Regions from separate parts of the Anas platyrhynchos genome. Here region 1 is linked to region 2. A link is a contact called in public Hi-C data. All regions are on one chromosome and are shown on one strand. The core of a region is the stretch at or near the end of the contact, and the rest is flanking DNA. Distances in the headings are between cores, read along the strand shown. Region 1 overlaps LGSN (lengsin, lens protein with glutamine synthetase domain). Region 2 overlaps EYS (eyes shut homolog).

Region 1 (4,638 bases), core at 352-2,851, 140 kb after region 2:
TCTGTTCTCCGAAAGATTCATAAAAGAATTTAATACAAAAGCTCATCAGCCAAAAGTTTGTATAATATTAAAACTTTATAAATCTCAAATATTTCCCATGTTTCATGGTAGCGTGGCATCTCCTTGACTGATTAAATAGGTTCACAGGTTAATGACCTCTAGAAAAGTTTCATATTTTTTCATCACATTCCTGGGATATTTGGTTTCTTTTATGTTCACACTTTAGCCTCAGTTACAAGACTGAAAAGAGAAGTCAAAATGAAGAACATCTGCCTGAAGGCAGCCTAGCCCAAACTCCAGGTGAACCTGGAAAAACAGGCTGAAGATGTGGAGAAACTGGAGTAGAAGTGGCCATGAGTCACTTAGTTGAATAAAGAGCAAATCTGACATCCAGATCACGTTAGCTCACAATAGATTAAACCAGAATGAATAACCTCCTTCAGAACAATACAAAAAGCTTTCAGGTCTGGTCAGTGGTGGTTGGAAAAAGATGCTTTTAAACAGGCATTAAGCAGAAACAGCAATATCAAAGCTTCTTAAATTACCAAGAAGAAAATGTAACATTTTGTTTTCAATCTTTGGACCCACTGACTGACCTGGACAAAAACACAGTGTTCTTTGAGTGGTTCATCAATACCTCTAGAACTTCATTATAACTACAAACAAAAGAGCTGAAGTAGGTTAAGTAAACAAAACTAGAAACAGTTTCTTCCCTTCAATTTCAAATGCAAGTTGAAGTACATTGAGGAAAGAATTTTGTTTAATTTGTTCTCTGCTGTCCTACCATTGCGTGGTAACATTTTCAAACAGTGCTAGCTACCACTTGGAAGCAGAGTAACTACGAGAGCTGACTTTCTTCCCTGAAAGAAAATATTGACTTTTTGGTGAAAAAATGAATGCAAGAAGTCTGAACCTGACCTCATAAATTTTCAACTCCAAACTTTTATGTTTATATATATGTATATATATATATAAATTTGGAATGCTACCTTGTGAGAATTGCAGATCAATTACTTGTCTTTTTTTTTTTTCTTTCAAGATTTTCAGAGAGAATGTGACATCTCCCATGATGTATGATTACATTTCAACATTTAGTAGAAACATTTTTCTTCTAGAAACAAGCCAACCAAACAATGAAACTTTTCACAAGGCAGCGTGTGTGGGTTTGAAGCTTGTGGTGGATGAAAAACAAAGACTACATCAGCCACTTGCAAAGCTGGGGTAAAAGACACTCTGAATTCACCTTACTTTGATGTTATCATTCCATTTAAACTTACATATGAAAAAAGCTATGCCAAAAAATATAAATTAGAATGCAGGTCAAGCATCTGAAAACTAGGAATCACTATATCTACAGTTGCTTCTGAAATCTTAATTTAGCTACCAAGGGAATCCAGTTTCTTCATTAAAAATAAGAGGCAAAAAGAGGAAGAATAGGATGTGATTACATAATTAAAGACTGCATTGAAATGTAATTGCACAAGGGAACAGAATTAAAGTTGCCAGGAAGTAATTTATCTGATGTTTCTTAACTCCTAGTGTCTGACCTAAGTTCCTAGCTTGCATTCCCCGCCGTATGGTCACACACCAGCTGTGTGCCTGTGTTAAGGTATTGTTGTGCCAAGCTAACATGTTTAAGCACTCACTTGTTTTCTTTAACTTGAGCAGGGTAAAAGAACTCAAGTGACTGAGAGAGCAACAGCTAAAGTGACTCTCCAACATCTGGATTGAAGCTGTCCAGAATCTTTTTTGCCAGAAGCACAAGCAGAGCCTGCACAGGGGTTGCAGCACCTAAAAAAGTAAATGTCAACAAATACCTTGCAACCTGGGTAATATTCTTTTTGCATATTAATTTTTGAGTCAATTGCTTAGCTCTCTGTTATACAAGATGACTGGAACAACAACTGCTACATGACACTGTAAGAATCTCCATTATCAGATTTTGAGCTCTCAGTTATTTTTTAAATAACTGATGTCAAAACTCATCAGAGCTGACTTTTGCGCAATACGAGCCTGTTTTATTTGTGGGAGTCCGTATGCTAGTGCTTAGATGCCTTCATGTAGAAGAGTTACAAACACCGTGGTTCACCTGTGGAGTGATTTTGTATTCCACATGGGACTTCTTGACTGAGGATGAGTAGTTATGGCCACCTTTGTAAGCATGGGTGAAGGGATCTTGTCCATTTCAGCATGTTTTAAATTTCTACTTTTCAGTCAGAGCTAGAGGTCTTGAGCTCACTGTGTGGTTATGCTAGGAACTGTGGGGTTGTTCAGGTGCTGAAGGTGGGCTGTTCTCTGGGAGAAGTATGATTTACTTCTCATTCTTAAGCATTAAAATTTCCCCCAGCCTGTAGGATGTCACTCAGCTCCCTTTCACCAGTATTCAGTGACAACTCCTACCTTAGAATATTTATGTTTATTTTTTTTTCAGTGGGCTGCCAAAAAGTTCTGAGAAATAAAATTGAGAGAAAGTGGTTCTTAAAGCAGCAGTAGATGAACAAAATCTAATAAAATGCAGGCACAGCTCCTTTGTGGGCTCTGTGTTCCTGCTGCCTCCATTCCCAAATATCAAAGATTTGGTGGAAAATAAGGTATGATAAGAATTTATTGAAGAACAATATGCAATACTGTTTTGTAAGAGTAGTGGAGCCACAACCAGCTCCATGTGATAGTAACTGATTTTTGAAACAATCACAAGAAGGTTACTGCAATAACTAAATATAAGAATAGGGAGACCTTGAAAACTACAGTTATTTCTGCAAAATTATTTTAAAGATGCTCTGGTGCAATTGTGCAAAGAACTCTTCAACTCTCTGTGTGGACGCTGAGTCATTCTGATGTCAAATGCCTGAAGCCTGCCGGAAATTGCAGGTTTGTTGTTGCTGAGTCACAGTGGCATGTACATCTTGTTAACATTAGCTGGCACACAGGATATACATCTCTCACTTTCCACATGTCTCTTTGTCTCTCACAGGTTGGGAGGGCTGTGGTCTGCATTGGAGATGTCAGAGAGAGAATAATGCTAGGAATATCTTCAGACCGTGTTTATTTCTTTTTCATTTTTCAAGCCCCTAATTAAAACGGCATGCCAAGTTGAGGAGAAATGAATGTTATATAGGATGGGTCATTAATGACTTTTTAATGTATTCCCGTATTTGTATTAAAAAAAACCTTCCCCTGCTGCAGTAATGGAAAGTAAAAAAGCAGGTCAGAACTCTGTTACATGTGGTGTTAGCAGCACCACTTATTATGCACCACTGAAGGCACCATTGAAGAAAGCTACCATTCCCATTATGCAATAGTGTTTTTAGTTGTTTCCACCTTTTCTGAAATGCTGAGTTTAAGCCAAAACTTTTCCTACCCTGCCTGTGCCCCTGGCTGAGTTCCATAATATTTCAGCCAAATCGTTCAGCCCCTTCAACAAATGAACCCAGGAACAAAGTGCCATTTTGCTCATGTTAATACTTTGAGGCCTTTGAAACACTCCAGCACCACCCTGTTTTGAAGCGGGGATTTTGTTTAGCAGAGGAATAGCACTCATGTCAAGAATAAGCCTTCCACTTTATGAAAAACCTCCCCCACCTTTTTTTTTTTTTTTTTTTTTTTTTTTTTTTCCAAAGGCTTACTAGTTATGTCAATTGCAATTCATACAGATTCAGGAAAGTTGTGAGAAAGCTGGTATTTTAGGCTTCTTATAGTTGCCTTAGCTGACCAGATATGGTATGTGTGCTTTCCCTACAGAGTCAGTGTTCTTCAGTCAATGACTTTGGGGGAACTCAAAAAATAGTCACAGAATGGTTGATGTTGGACCTCTGGAGGCCCTCTGGTCCAACACCCATGCTCAAGCAGGGACACCTATGGCAGGTTGCCCAGTACAGTCCAGGGCTCATACATGGTGTCATTGGTGCTCGTTTTGCCCTTTTCTTCCCTGGAACCGACAAGGAGGCGATGTTCACACTCCATAGCTCCCCCAGTAGGTATCTTCTTGAATCTGAAGATCCTGGGGCAGTGTGTGGTGAGGTACTCCTGGAACATGGATTTTCATGAAATCGAACCTGTCTAGCGTTGGGAGCAGCTGTCCCTCTCAAGCAGAAGTTTCTTCTCTCTCTCCTGTATCTCAGGAGGTGAACGGTCACAGCAAACACTCATCACACTAATGAGGTGCTTAAACACCTGTTCTACTCTTTGTGTTAATTCTGTTTCTGGCAGCAGTACAACCACTGTCTCATTATAACAAGGTCAGGTTCCTTTTAGCTGTTTTTGCAGTGACTTTTACCTTGGACTCCTACACTTAGTGCCCTGTCCTTACACTCAACTAGATCAACCTGCCACATGAATCCCAGGAAAAAAAAAATCTTCTAAATTACACTTCTAAATAGTAGGGAAAAAAAAGTGGGCTTTTGATACTTGTTTATTTAAACAGATTGGAAAACTTTCCTTATACCCTCTCCAACTCCTGTTTAGAAGGGCAGTCAGGTACTTGCTGAAAACACAAGCAGGTGTCTACAGTTATTATTAAAAACATCTAAAGGCTAGATGGAGTTTTTTTTGTGAGTGGAAGTTTGAACATTTGGATGGGATATGGGAGGGAAGGGTCTTCTTATGATACTGCAACTAATAAGCTCAAGGAAAGCAGAA
Region 2 (4,235 bases), core at 1,602-4,101:
AAGAGAAAAAAAAAAAGTGGAGAATCACAAGAAGCTCATGAGGGAACATAGCCCTTTGTACAATTAACATAAAGTGAAGGTACAAGGCCACTGAAAATAAGTTACTGAATTGGGGAAATGCAGGCCTATCAGGATCATGAATATGCTATTTTTCAACACACTGCCTCTAAAAAGTAAAACTATTTTACACTGTTTTCTACAGGTGACTTTCTATGTATATCATTAGTAAACGGATTTATACAGCTACGCTATAATTTAGGAGACAAGACAATCATCCTACAGGCTCTTCAGAAGATCCACGCAGATGGAAAAACATGGCATTTGCTCAAAGCAGGAAGAGTTGGTAATGAAGGCTACCTGGACCTGGATGGTACCAACATTACTCAGAAAGGCAGCGCTGGAATGAAGGCACTAGATGTGCACACAGATTTTTATGTTGGAGGGGTGTCTTCTCTAAGTCTTGTCAACTCAATGGCAGTAGAAGACGAACCCACAGGTTTCAGCGGCTGTATACGAGAAATTCTTATAAATGACAGAGAACTGAAGCTTACAGCGACAGACCCCAAAAGTGGAGCCAACGTCGGTGACTGCGATGGAACAGCTTGCGGGTATTCAGTGTGCAAAAATAATGGAAGGTGCCAGGTTGAAAACTCAGGCTTTTCTTGTTCTTGCCCCCAAGGGTGGATAGGGAACACGTGTGAAGAATCCGTTCACTGTTCACAGAACAGGTGTGGGTCTCGAGCTCTCTGTATTCCTCAGCCTGCGTTGTTCTCATATACCTGTGCATGTGCACTAGGCTGGTCAGGTAAGCACTGCGACAGTAAAATCAAATTTTTTACTGCAAAGTTTGTTGGTAACTCCTATATCAAATACATAGATCCTCTTTATGGAAAACGAGACCTCCAGTATACCCGCATTTCTTTAAATTTTTCTACAAATCAAGCTGAAGCCTTAATGGTATGGATGGGAAAAGCTGAAGATGAAGACAATGATTTCCTTGCCATTGGTCTAGCCAACGGAACATTAAAAGTTGTCATTAATCTTGGTGAAAGAATCTCTGTTCCTCTAATTCACAGCAAAGACTCCTCCACCTGTGGTGATGAAAGATGGCATTTTGTTACTGTAATCCAAAATCAAACTTGTATTAAGGTGTATCTTGATGAGGAACTAATTATTTTTGAAGATATTGATCCAGACAGAAAATACACTGCTTTAAATTATGGCGGCATTTGTTATTTTGGTGGGTTTGAAATTGGCAGAAATATCCATACAGTCACTGCAGGGCTTTTTCAGAAGGAATTCACTGGTAAAATTAAAGATATTGCACTCTTCCAGGATTCTAAAAAGGTTCAGCTAATGAAAGCAGAAGGTTATAATGTCCATAATGGAGATCATAGAAATTAATTGAAAAACTATTTAAGATCCTTTAAAAGTGATACATTTCATTTTTGTCCTGCCTCTTGTATTAGGTGAAAGTGTAATATTCAGGAACAAATGTAAGAAAGCAATTAGTAAAATTGTCTCCAATTCCTTTTCTTTTTTAATGTTGAGTATTAATAGCAGATATAAAATATTGTCAGAATTTTTACTTTACTCATAAGTACTTTTACATACATTTTGGTATTTACTTTAAAGTATTGAAGAAGTCTGATTTTTTCTTTATTGTGCTAGAAATAATTTTGTAAACAGATGGTAATTAGCTTGCAAAAATACAGTATTGTTTGTAGATAAGGACAACCTACCTGTTTTTCCAAAACTAAGTTTTATTAGAATGCATAGCTTCTCTTCTGTAGTTTGTAATTTTAAGACCAAGAGAAAAAGCAGTATTTGTAGGTGGAAAAAAAGTGTACTTGAGGTAAAAAGTGTATGTTAAAAAAATAACATGCACTTTCATAAAAATCATAACACCTCTAGTTAATTGTTAAGTCCACGATGACTGTATTTCAGGTAATGGAGTTGTTCTTCCTACCTTCCAAGTCTCTATCCATTACACATACTTTTATGTAAAACAGTAGAACTTAATAGACTGCTAAAATATTTAAAATCATTCTTCCATAAGGGTAGAAAAGATATTTTACTTAATTACTGAGCTCATACATATCCACTGAGGCATAAAAATATGCCTACTGTATTTCTCCACCAGAGGTCTCCCTGATTTGACTACATGAAAACTTCTTAACTATTTACAGCTGGAATGTGGGACAGTGGCAGTCTGCCTACAAATAACTCCAGTTCCTAATAGATTTAATAAAGTCGAACAACTGCTTTGCTTTAGCTATACCTTCCGGCTTTTATTCCTCTAAATGAGATGTTGAGATTTTACTAGACAAATTTTTAGCCACTATAAATTGAATTTCCATGACTATTTTTTTGAATTTTTAACATCAAAAGTAAAAATAGAACACTTCAATATATAAATACAAAAGAAATCAAGTTGTATTTTAATCTGCTTAGACACATGATTTGTGATGGCATTTGTTTTCCTCATTTGACTGCTGACTTACTGTATAAATAAAATATATAAAAATAGTAGTGATGGCTTCCTATCTTTTTCCCTTTTAACTTTACTATTTGCTCCAAAGCACATTATCCACTCTCAACTCCTTGCATGGGAATTTTCCCAACAGAAATCTTCAGTGGGTACTGATCAGGGACAAGCAACTTTTTTTTTCTTCTTCCTATAAAGCAGGTCAGGAACATAGACAATAGGCACAGCAAAACCAGGTGACACATGTTACTTGCCACATAACCATTACGAGTATGTGGCAACAAGTGCCTTGCCAGCAGTAAGAGATGACTCAAAGATTAACTGAGGGGCAGGGTGATGGAACTGCCACAAGATGTTCTAATAAGGCTTTGCAAACAACTTTGCGAGGTTCTTTCCATCCTCTTAAGCTGCTCTGAACCCTCAAGCGATCAGGCTGATGCAGCAGAGCTTCCTCCCCTCTTTCCAACAAGTAACGGCAGCTCACAAAGCCTATTTGGCATTTGAGCTGGCTCCAGATTCTTCTCCTCTTCGTTTCTCTTAGAAGGGCCTTTTAAGGCCATGTGATGCTGGGGAAGGGAGCGTCTTTAGGGTTTATCCTGTTCTCTCTGGGGTTCCTGGTGTACTGCCAGTTCCCCACGAGTGCACGCTGCTTTTTGTGGTCTGAGCAGTGATTCAGCATAAAACAAGTAACAATTAATCAGAGCATTCCCAGCTAACACCAATGTCAGAGGGAGAGTGACTGAAGGCAATGGAGAAGACAAGTCCTTCACCCCTGCAGCAGTGGGAGTTGTTCCTATTACCTTAACTGAAGTTCTAGGACCAAATTCTGTCAGCTGTCTCTGCCTGTTCATTTAAAATCTTAAAACTCTACCTCCAGAGCTGTTTCACTTTGGCACTCTTCAGGCTTCGCATACAAGAGGCAGGTAGTAAAGCAAGCTTGGGAAATGTTTACTTACTCTTTCCAAACAAAATGCTTCTGGTAATTCTGACAGAAAGCACTCCCATTCTCTTCAGTGCAGGCAGCTGCGATTTTCACCACTAACAGTTTATTTTTAGACCACCTTTGGACAAGTCAAAAGAAAACCTTCACAAGCAGAGCTACTGATTTAAAATGGATTTCAAACACAAACCAAGGTTGTGGTGCAGTTTTATATCTAAAGAACACTGGGGTAAATGTTTAAGCAACACAACGTGTGCATATTACTACCTGATATAATCGGTGGCACTACTGCTATCAAGATCATGGAATTAATTTGGAAAAAGCTAATTTAATGTCATTTTATCACACTACAAAACTCAGAAGGATAAATATTGCTTCTGGTTACTAACAGAGGATTTTTCCCTTTAGATCTTCTCAATTATGAGGCTAAGAAACATCACTGAATAAAAGGCTACTGCCCCCTTCATTTGGTGCAAGATTCTTTTTATTTTAGTTGAATTGACTGTGAATCTATCTGCAGGGTACCCAAATGAAATTTTACTTTAAAATACATCCATATTTAAAATGAACAGTTATTAGTGTGTTGTTAGACTGGAAAGACCTTCTGAAAAAGAAGAGGTTTTTCTACAGCAAAGTGCAAAATGCGATGTCCATACATAAGGTAATGTACTCAAAATAAAAAACAGAACACTGAGAAACAGAACAATAAACCTAACTTTTGGTTTACATAATGGAATGTTTTTCTTGTTTCTAACAGACTAGACAAAATGACCAGGGTATTTAAGGAAGGGTAAGAGCAGGAGATTT

What was found. A called contact is a pair of places that touch in the nucleus more often than the background predicts.
Region 1: a contact with region 2 is called in a Hi-C map of skeletal muscle, with 4 times the contacts expected there. The contact joins two enhancer-like sites. A contact is called at or near these places in 2 of 8 Hi-C or Micro-C datasets (skeletal muscle and small yellow follicle).

Annotation. Positions count from the first base shown.
Region 1 is chr3:93,348,335-93,352,972 of IASCAAS_PekinDuck_T2T, forward strand. The region is part of intron 1 of LGSN (lengsin, lens protein with glutamine synthetase domain); the gene reads left to right. Among named protein-coding and RNA genes, the nearest start is that of LGSN, 27 kb to the left of the region's middle. Within about 2 kb of position 1,602, at least 3 of the 8 cell types and tissues checked have an H3K27ac peak or open chromatin away from gene starts, as enhancers often do.
Region 2 is chr3:93,204,995-93,209,229 of IASCAAS_PekinDuck_T2T, forward strand. EYS (eyes shut homolog) reads left to right here. Exons shown (of 30, transcript XM_072035108.1): 29 at 203-1,045; 30 at 1,150-1,160. The coding sequence ends at 1,160. Among named protein-coding and RNA genes, the nearest start is that of PHF3, 51 kb to the right of the region's middle. Within about 2 kb of position 2,852, at least 4 of the 8 cell types and tissues checked have an H3K27ac peak or open chromatin away from gene starts, as enhancers often do.